3 separate regions of the Mus musculus genome follow, and regions 1 and 3 are each linked to region 2. The links are chromatin contacts, called in public HiChIP or PLAC-seq maps. All regions are on one chromosome and are shown on one strand. Each heading gives the region's core, a stretch centred on a gene start, on an enhancer-like site or on the middle of the called end of the contact. The rest is flanking DNA. Distances are from core to core; before and after follow the strand shown.

Region 1 (3,203 bases), core at 403-2,902, 960 kb after region 2:
GCAATGTAGGAAGTACGTACAAAGGAGTATGAAAATGTTCAGGCATTCAGAGATGAAAGTGTGCCTCTGGAGGCCAGAGAGATCTATAGTCTGGAGGAGGACCACGCTGGAAGGAGCTGTAGTCACAGAAGGGATAACCCACCACCAGGGACTCTGCATCAATGCAGGACAGCTGGCTTGTCTCTTGCCCCGCCCCTGTTCTTCTGCCCCATCCCTGTTTTTCTGCCCCGCCCCTGTTCTTCTGCAAGGTGGTACAGTGTGGCACAGTGTGCAGGTATCTGCCTCAGACAGGATAAAGCAGAGAGAGAAACGCACCATGTGGAAAGAGCAGACCAGTGCCCAATGGGTCTGGAACACAGTGCTAGGTAGATGTGCAGTTGCCACTGCGTCAGCATACGTACCAGCTTCACAGAGGTTTCCATCTGTGCTTATAGTGTATTTCCAATCTTAAAGGTATTTTATATCTCATTGGATGCTTGTAGCAACACTCTCAAAACCCATGTCATTTGAGGGATGAGTTACATGATAATCTAGTCACTATCAAAGTGTGGGAGAATCTGTACTGTCTCAGACAGCCTTGAATATTTTTTCCCTGCCTAGTACAACATTCCTGGCAGTGGCTTCTCCATTAGAATGTGAACCAAGTTCAGTCATTTGGATACAACCTGCCGAAAATTAATGTCTAGTCTATTGATCAGCTAGGTGTTACACGGGTGTGTCTGGTGGGGACGGGCACATCTAGCACACACCCAGAAAAGCATATATTTGTGATCTGTTTTATTTTTTCCTATTTATATTATGCACCAAAAATATGTTTACTGTTGTTAAGTCCCCAAGCCATATCACCTTCAGAAGCTATCAGTCTGGCTGGGCCAAGAGCACGGAGAAAGGCTCTTTTCCTGGAGTAGTAGAGAGAATCCTGGAAGCCTGGCATCTCTCTGAAATGCTCTATCAAAGGCCCAGCCCAGCACACAGGGCAGCAGGTGTACGAGGCCTGCCTGTGAGAATCCTCCAAGGAGGCCGTGAGGAGCCAAGGCACAGTTAAGCCCGTCTCCAAAGAACGCAGATCTCCTCCCAGACTTGCTTTATCTGTTTAGCAAACTCACTCCACACCTCACCTGTCTTTGTGCCTGCCGTCTAGGAGGGACTTTGAAATTTATTTTCTCCTTTTAGCCTGCTGTATTTTTAATGTCTGAGTGAAAGAACAAAGGAAGACGAACACCAGACAAGATCGTTTCATTCCTCCGTGAGCCGCGGTGTAGCCCCGCTCAAGCTCAGCTAACATCAATGTTTTAAAATTCCGTCTCTGCTAGGGAACCGGTGCTGGGGTAGTCATCCACGCCAAACTCAGGGCCCTGTTTCTGCCTTTCATTTGGGGACATAAAAGGCCCCTGCATCAATCATTAACAATCTATTAACACTAGCAGCTCAGAGAAGTTTTCCTGGTATGGTCAACCTCATTGGAAGAAACTCCTGCTACCCAGCTGGCCGTCTGTCCATGTGACCCGCCCTAGCAGGCTGTTTACAGCTTTGAAAGGGCTCGCTGACTGCTCTTTCATCTCTTCCCGAGTAACAGATACCTAGTAGGCTGGCTCTCCTCCTCCCCCACGGCAAGCTTCCCCACCTGCCTCCTCAGACTTCTGGCTTTAAGAACAGCTTGCCTGAACACCAGCACTATTGATTGTGTGTAAGTGGCATGTGGGGCTGTTAGACATCTACCGGACGTGTAGGCTGGAAGGAAGGGCTGGTTCATACGCTCGCATCAGAGCAAGGCAGGCCTTGAGAGGGTCTCTGCTTGCTCTTTCTCAGCCTTCATCTTAATTGGTTTGGGTTTGAAGCAGAACCAGTCAACAGAGTTTGAGCCTGTCAATCAGAACCTGCTTTGGAAAAAAAGGCTCATGGATTGGATGCATATCCTAGAAGTTCTGCTAGACCTAGAGAGTTCTGGCCGAGACTTGATTTTTCTCCCTCTAAAATACATACAGCACAAATTTTGCCATTTTTAACTACTTTTAAAGGTAGAGCTTGGAGCCATTAATCAGATCCACCGCATTATACTACAGACGCCCAAAGCTTTTTAAAGATCCCCCCAACTTAAAACTCTCCATGTGTCCTTAATCAGCAAATCTCCCTGACTCTGTCCCACTATGGTCCTTGGAAACTACTGTTTAATTTCTGCCTCAGTTTAACTACCAACTTCATATATGTGATGTCACACAGTATCTGTTCTGTGACTGGCTTCTTCCGTTAGCTTTAGGTCTGTGAGTTTCTGCCATGTAAAAGAACCGATATCCTATTGTTTCCAACTTTGGGCGATTGTGAATGGTACTACTATAAACAGCTGTGCAGAGATAGCCTGCCACAGTCTCTGCTTTTGCTTGTTTGAGTTAGGAACCCAGAGGCACAATTATCAGTTCGGTGTTTAGCATTCTCGGGCTCTCTAATAGGACTTTCTACACCAACTATCCTGTGTCCCATCTGCACAAGAGCCCTGAGTTCTGTGGAAATTACTGAAACGCCAGCATGCCCCCCCTCCCCCAGGGACCAGAAGACAATGAGTACCCTAATGGAATTTCTTAGCTGAGCTCACCCCACACTTGCACCTTGGGTGTGGGTGTGTGTTTGTGAAAGAATTATTTATTTTATTTGTATGAGTACACTGTCGCTATCTTCAGACACACCAGAAGAGGGCATCAGATCTCATTACAGATGGTTGTGAGCCACCATGTGGTTGCTGGGAATTGAATTCAGGACCTCCAGAAGAGCAGTGGGTGCTCTTAGCCACTGAGCTATCTCTGCAGCCCCCTTGGATATATTTGATAGCTGGAGCTCTGTAGCATTTCTTTCAAAGTGGAACCTCCTCCTGGTTTAGTTTGTCCCTCCTCCGTGTCCTCCATGTTCCTTCTGCTGCAGGGTGTGCTGAGCTTTCTGTCCTTCAAAAGCTAAATGAGAGTCCATGGCGGGTGGACATCTTATGTGCTGTCAGTTTGTCTATCATGGACTATGATTGCTTCTGCCTTTTGGATAATGAGAGTGATGTTGCTTACAATGTGGGTTTATAACTATTTTCTCTGCTTCCCGCTTTCTGTTCTGTTGGACCTGCTGGTAGGTTAGAGTGAAGTTTCTGTATCTTAGAGTAAGTCATGTTCAGGTTTTGGATGGATCACCATACCTCTACTTTTATTCAGAGGCTGTATCATCTA
Region 2 (2,960 bases), core at 9-2,508:
TCTGGGCGAGGCGGCCCTCCCCCGCGAGTACAGAGCGCCGGGCGGGGCGGGGCGGGACTGGACTCAGTCTCTTCCCGCCCCCTCCTGCCCGCACTCGGAGGGGAGAGCCGAGACCACGAGTGGCGGCTTAGTACAGGGTCACCTAGCCCCTCAGGTCTTCCAACTCCTCAATTCTCAGCCCCCTTCGAAGCTGTAGTTCCGGGTTGGGACAGGACCCTGGACCAAGGCAGGCTTCCGGGGCTTCCCGCCCTCCCCCCCCCCCCCCCGTGGCTCCCTTTGCACTTTTCAGCTCTGGTCCCTAGGTCGTTCTCCAAAGCCTAAGCCTGCAGCTAAAAGAGTGAACGTGCTGCCTGGGAGTTGGGAGTGCTGCCTCTCCGAGCTTTAAAAGACCTATTCTGTGCTGGGTGGGGGGAGGGCGGGGGAACCCCGCAGTTTGCTACATTTACACCTCCAGGGTACCTTGTTGAGAATCCTCACAAGAAATAGTGAGTTTGGCGCCTAGGTGGTCTGGTGGAACAAGCAAGGAGTTGGTGGAGCTCCTGGCTATGGAGTGGGGGAGGAGCAGAGAAACTTAGAGCCTAGGCTCTGGGAACTTTCCGAAAGCTCTTCCGAGAAGTTTCTATGTTGGTGTGATTTTTTTTTTTTTAATTGCGACCATTCATTTCACTATCCCCCTCCCCTTTCCGCTCTCTGGTCCCCAGACCCAGCGTTTTTCTTTTGGCGAGAATTCCCCCAGAGCCGTAGAGAGTGTGCATTGTGGGGGCGGGGAGCAAGACTTTGGTTTTATGGTAGGATATTTCCTAAATCTAACTTGAAATGTGAGTGTCCAAGTGCCCACCGTCACGGATTAGTGTGTGCAGTGGAAAGTCATACTGAAATTCCCGGGATAGCTGGAGCTCCCAGATAAGGCTGTAGCGGCGACCCACGCGCGGGCCAGGCCTGCTGTGGGCCTGCGGACTGAACAACTCCCCGGCTGCGATTCTTCAGTAGAGTGAAGAGCCCTAGCTTAGAGGCAGAAAAACCACCCCAAGGGCCTCCGACTGAACTAAGAATCAAACCGGAACTCGCCAGCTTGGAGGAATCTAAGGGTCCCGGGCTGGCCGGGCTCTAGTGTGAATACAGTTAGGGAATGGATTTCTTTCTCCCTGGCCCTGGCCTCCAGTTTTGACCCCCATGTCCCACCTCTGGCTGCATTCCACTGACCTTAGGCTCCAGGAGGTACTAACTCAGAAAATTAGTGGGAGAAACACAAACAGAAGTTTGGGGAGCTACCAAGTCTAGGGTTCGATGTCAGCATGTGGGGTCTTCCTAAATTGAATCTGTGCAGCTTCTCTGTGGTCTCCTGGTCTCCTTGCCTGGTGCTGGAGGTTGGCTTTAAGGTGAGCCTGGACAGAGGAGGCATAGTAGGATCAGCTCAGGCCTTCGAATGGCTTCCCCGCAGCCTGATTCCGTTTCTGGTTAAACCTGTCACAGGAAGCCAGGGCTCACCTGCTCAAGCAAAGGTCTTAGGGTTGTAGAATAGAGGTGACATTATTTTCCAGGATCTTTCCTGTGTATAGGATGGTGAGTCTTTTAAGACAGCCGGGACGACCTACCTACACAGAACTGGACCAGACCAATGGGCGACAGAGCCAGATTGCAAGGTGGGCGAAGGGGTTTCGCTGTACATGTCTGGGCAAAACCACGAGTATTTCATTCCTTTTTGTTTGTTTGTTTGTTTTGTTTTGTTTTTCAGAAGGGAAAGAAAAACAAAACGCAACACCACACAACAACACCACACAAGAGCCTCTGAGATGCTCCTTCCTTCCTTACTGCATTAACCAGCTATCGACCTGGTTGTGTCCGATTGCGATGATGGGCTGAGAGAAAGAACACCGGAAGAGCCAGGCTGTTCTCAGGAAGGACTCACGCCGGCCACGGGGCCGCCCCTGGCCCAGAGGGTGAACCTCTAGACCCAGGCATGAACCTAAGAACCTCGCTTAATTAGATTCCTCCAGGCATCCCAGGCCTGGAGTAGAAACAGCTACCAGTTACCCCGTGACCAACTGGGAAGAGCTTTGGTCTGGCCCTGAAATCAGCAACCCACGCCGGGACCCAGTATCCCAAGCGACTGGAGTCACTGCATGGCTCTGATTCCTCAACAAGACCAGGCCAGTGGAACTCAGCTCTTAGACTAAACTCGCGAGTCCGCGGAGAGCTGAAGCTTTTCATGGGATTTTTAATCCAGGAGATTAGGTCAGACAGACAGATTCGCACAGAGAGTGAGGAGAAGCAGGTGCATCGGGAGTTGATTGGGGAAAGACCTGAGCGCAACAGCAGGAGACCAGCAGGAGCTTCTCCCTCACCCCCTCTTTCTCCCAACAGGCACAGTGCACAAAGCGCTCGCCGCGGACGCTCTGTGGTCTGGGATCAGGGCGCCAGGAGCATACAGAAAAGGTGTACGCCGAGGACACGTGGCGCACGAAGCTGTGCGCGCTGGAGGACAACTACAAGGGGTGCCCTATGTGTAGCCAGAGGCCCACCAGCTTCGGGGTCGGACACTCCGAACCACCAGCCCCCATCTCTTCCCTCCCCTGGTCCAGCTCCCCGATGTGCCCGTGCCCCCCGTCGTTGGGAGCTTCTGCAGCTGTGTCTCCCAGCTCGGACAGAGTTCACTCCTTTCCTCCCAAGGCTCAGAGTCCCCCAGAGGCGGTGCGGGCTGGCTATCCTTCAGCTTCTTGCAGAGGCTGCTGCGTACGCTCCCCCCCCCCCCAGCTGGGGTTACAGGTTAATGAAACGCTCGTTTTCCTCAGTCATTTGTTTTGTTTTCCTGCAAAGTTCTGATAAGTAGCTAACCAACGAAGCTTGTAATTACAATCTTACAGAAACCGGGCCGATCTGTATATAAATCTCACCATCCAATTACAAGATGTAATAATTTTGCACTCAAGCTGGTAATGAGGTCTAATACTCGCGCATGC
Region 3 (2,943 bases), core at 439-2,938, 810 kb after region 2:
ATATTATAGAAAATAATTTAAGCCATGATTTTACACAGGACTCAGGGAAGGTGGACCCAGTGGAAGGGAAGAATTCTTACCTTCATGGAGGGTGTGTCTCGTGGCAATGTGACCCTGACCATGGAACCAGCCCAAGGTTGTTTGAATGAGATGTCCCTAACAAGCCCCCAGTTTGTGGTTGTTTTGGAAGGGTTAAGAAGGTGTGGCCTTGCTGGAGGAAATCTGTCACTTTGAGCCCTTGATGTCTCAAAAGTCACATGCTATCCCCACTTGAGGATCCCTCTGCCTTCTGCTTATGGTTCAAGAAGAACGCTCTCAGAGGTTGTTAGAACTATCTGGTACCAGTTAGTCCAACACTGCGGACCCTAACCATGAAGCCGTGAGTCCCAGATAATCTTTCTCTTCTTTAAGTTGCTTTTGGCCATCCTGTCGTCACAGCAATAGAAAAGAGACGAATGCGCCTGCCCTGCGGATCTGTGTCACATGGTCCCACCTTCTCATACTGCCCCTTGTCTCTCTCTACACATAACGACATTTACCTGTGTAGCAGATTGGCTCAATCTTCCCAGGTCTCATTTCCTGCTCCAGAGCATCCAAAGGGCTCTTGACATTTGCAAACCCAAGGCCTAGGTCCCAGATGCATCTCCCGCTTTCACTCTATCCTATCAAGGGCCTTCCAAGATGCTCATGCGCCGGCCAACGCCAGCACAACCTGCCCCTGCCTGTGACATTTGCCTGTGTATTCCTGTCTACCTGCAGGGCTACCACACTGCACAACTCTCCTGGATCTGCTCATAGCAAAATCTGCACAATGAGCCCGGGGCCAGCCAGGTCGCATATCCCACTGTGTCTGCCCCCAATGGAAGTGGGAATTTTCAGCAGGAACACTACAGTTTTTGTTTGTTGGGGTTTTTTTTTGTTGTGTGTTTGTTTGTTTTGTTTTTTAAGTCAAGTCACTCTTTGTAGTAGGGGAACAGCCATACTTATTGCAGAGTGTTTTCCCCATGTCTATGACACTGCCTCCACTCAGTCACAACAGCCAAACTTGTCTCTTAGATCTTGTCACCTCTGCTGGAGAACCACAGAACACACTTGAGGCTTCACCTTCAAAGCCTGTCACTCAACAGAAGAGAGAACAGACTGGCTTGCCCAAGTACCCTGGACCATGTCCACTAGCCCTACATCAAGATACTGAGCCTTCTACTTCAAACATATCCCGCCCCCCTACACCTCTAACGAAAGGGACACACTTGAGACACTTGGCAACTGCATGTCTCCCAAGGCGAGCATAAAACAGAAACTCAAGGAACCTCAGCTAGTGACTGAGTGCTTTGCACACTTGGCAGGAAATTCGGTTCCAGACAAGCTTTGCGACAGCAGGGGTCCCTGTCACCTCAGAGGACAAGCACTTGGGAACCTGGTACTTTCCCCACAGCCTGGTGCCGGTGCTCACCAAGAGAAGCAAACCCATCCAGGTTTAGTCCATTATTCCAAGCTAGAAGAAAGTCCTCGAGTTTGGTGAAATCAAACAATAAAATACTGTTAAGCACTCTGGCTTGTCAAAATCGGGGGTGCATTTAAGTTGAAAGTCAGAGGCCTTCCTTCTGAAGCAAGGCAAGCTCAGCCTATGCACAGGGCAGCTGGCTTCCATTTAGGGAAGGTCCGCAGGACCTGAGAGTCTGTGATGTAAATGAAGAACAGAGGCCCCCAACAATTTAACTGTCATCGTTGGAAATGCTCTGACTGGCATGGCCACAGGCCCAAACCTCCACTCCATCTGGGCAGCTCCTAGCCTGCCTTACAAGAAGATGAAAGGATCAGGTCAGCTCCCTGCAGGCAGACATTATGCCTCCAGTGGGGCAGGGATGGGGGGCTAAGAGAGAGCTGGCAGGGGAGAGCCAATGTGGGCCTCTCTGACTTCTGCCGGTCTCTGGGTACACAGGTCCCAGGGGACATGAGTACCACTCTGTTGCCCTGGGCTTTGGAACTATGGGGGCCACTGAGTTGCTTTCTGATGTCTTTTTCTCAGAGTCCCTCCTCTCTGTGCAGGCATGCCTCAGTTCCTCTCTCTATGCACAGGTGTCTCTGCTTCTGTCTGTCACCCACTCTGTGTCTGTCTGTCTCTGAGTTTTAGCTGCCTCTCTCCATCCCTTCTTCTCTTGTGCATCTCTCTGTCTTTCCTCTCTCACTTTCCTTTCTTCTTGTTCTCTGTCACCCTGTCTGCTTCTTTGAGTCACTCTACTTAGTCATCTGCTTTGTTTCTGGTGAGCATGCATGTGTCTGTGCCTATGTGCCGATCCCTTCTGCCTCTGTCTCTTTCTCTTATCCTAAGATTATCAACCTAAGATGGACTAGTTCATTCAACAGTCTAAAGGGTCCCTCAAAGCTCAACAGTACTAGAGGATAAGACCCCTGGCTTCAGTGATGCACAACACCCTGATGACATTGTGAGCTGAATACTCCTGTGCTTGGAAGCCCTGCCCTCCCTACCCTGGGCAGAAAACATCCTAGCTGTTCCCAGGAGCCTCAGGTTGCTTCTTAAGTCTTTGCACTGGGGACGGAACCCAAGACACAGTGTGGCCACCCTCCTAAGAGCTCACACTCCTAAGAGCCCAGCCAAAGCCTTCATGGGGCAGTAACTACAGAGGTCACAGTAAAATCTTACCCTGGGCTGTAGAGTTGGGGATCTAGGGTCTTCACACTTCTCTATTTGCCCCATTCTCTGATCTTGAAACCCAAGGCTTACGAAAACAACATGGCAAATGCAAGCATTTGGGAAGCAACCTGTGATTAGACTTTGCATACCAAATGTACGCCTTCTTCCCTCACTTAGGAAAAAAAAACTTTATTTATTTTTAATTCATTACACACACTTCTCATCCTGATCTCAATGCCGGGCTCTTTTTATGCCTTACCTAGTTTCAAATTCACAATCCCATGAAG

The links. HiChIP or PLAC-seq counts read pairs in DNA pulled down with a chosen protein or histone mark.
Region 1: a contact with region 2 is called in an H3K4me3 HiChIP or PLAC-seq map of neural tube, with 8 times the contacts expected there. The contact joins the enhancer-like site here to the promoter of Irx3os in region 2. A contact is called at or near these places in 5 of 39 promoter capture datasets (frontonasal cranial neural crest, hippocampal neurons, liver and 2 more), 2 of 484 Hi-C or Micro-C datasets (both in embryonic stem cells), 4 of 115 datasets of contacts at active chromatin or transcription factors (embryonic forebrain, embryonic hindbrain, embryonic midbrain and 1 more) and 2 of 9 other capture datasets (embryonic stem cells and liver).
Region 3: a contact with region 2 is called in an H3K4me3 HiChIP or PLAC-seq map of craniofacial prominence, with 7 times the contacts expected there. The contact joins the enhancer-like site here to the promoter of Irx3os in region 2. A contact is called at or near these places in 12 of 39 promoter capture datasets (the 3T3-L1 cell line, the C10 cell line, cranial neural crest and 7 more), 1 of 15 datasets of contacts at CTCF or cohesin (stem cell-derived epiblast-like cells), 7 of 484 Hi-C or Micro-C datasets (cranial neural crest, embryonic stem cells, myocytes and 2 more), 12 of 115 datasets of contacts at active chromatin or transcription factors (craniofacial prominence, embryonic basal ganglia, embryonic forebrain and 6 more) and 4 of 9 other capture datasets (adipose tissue, embryonic stem cells, embryonic tail and 1 more).

What each region holds. Positions count from the first base shown.
Region 1 is chr8:92,760,844-92,764,046 of GRCm38.p6, forward strand. No RefSeq gene overlaps it. Among named protein-coding and RNA genes, the nearest start is that of Mmp2, 65 kb to the right of the region's middle. Within about 2 kb of position 1,653, at least 22 of the 459 cell types and tissues checked have an H3K27ac peak or open chromatin away from gene starts, as enhancers often do.
Region 2 is chr8:91,802,078-91,805,037 of GRCm38.p6, forward strand. Irx3os (a long non-coding RNA gene) reads left to right here and starts at 1,259. Exons shown (of 4, transcript XR_003947581.1): 1 at 1,259-1,643; 2 at 1,736-2,766.
Region 3 is chr8:92,615,198-92,618,140 of GRCm38.p6, forward strand. No RefSeq gene overlaps it. Among named protein-coding and RNA genes, the nearest start is that of Irx6, 58 kb to the right of the region's middle. Within about 2 kb of position 1,689, at least 4 of the 459 cell types and tissues checked have an H3K27ac peak or open chromatin away from gene starts, as enhancers often do. A contact at or near this core is called in craniofacial prominence, where this site is marked.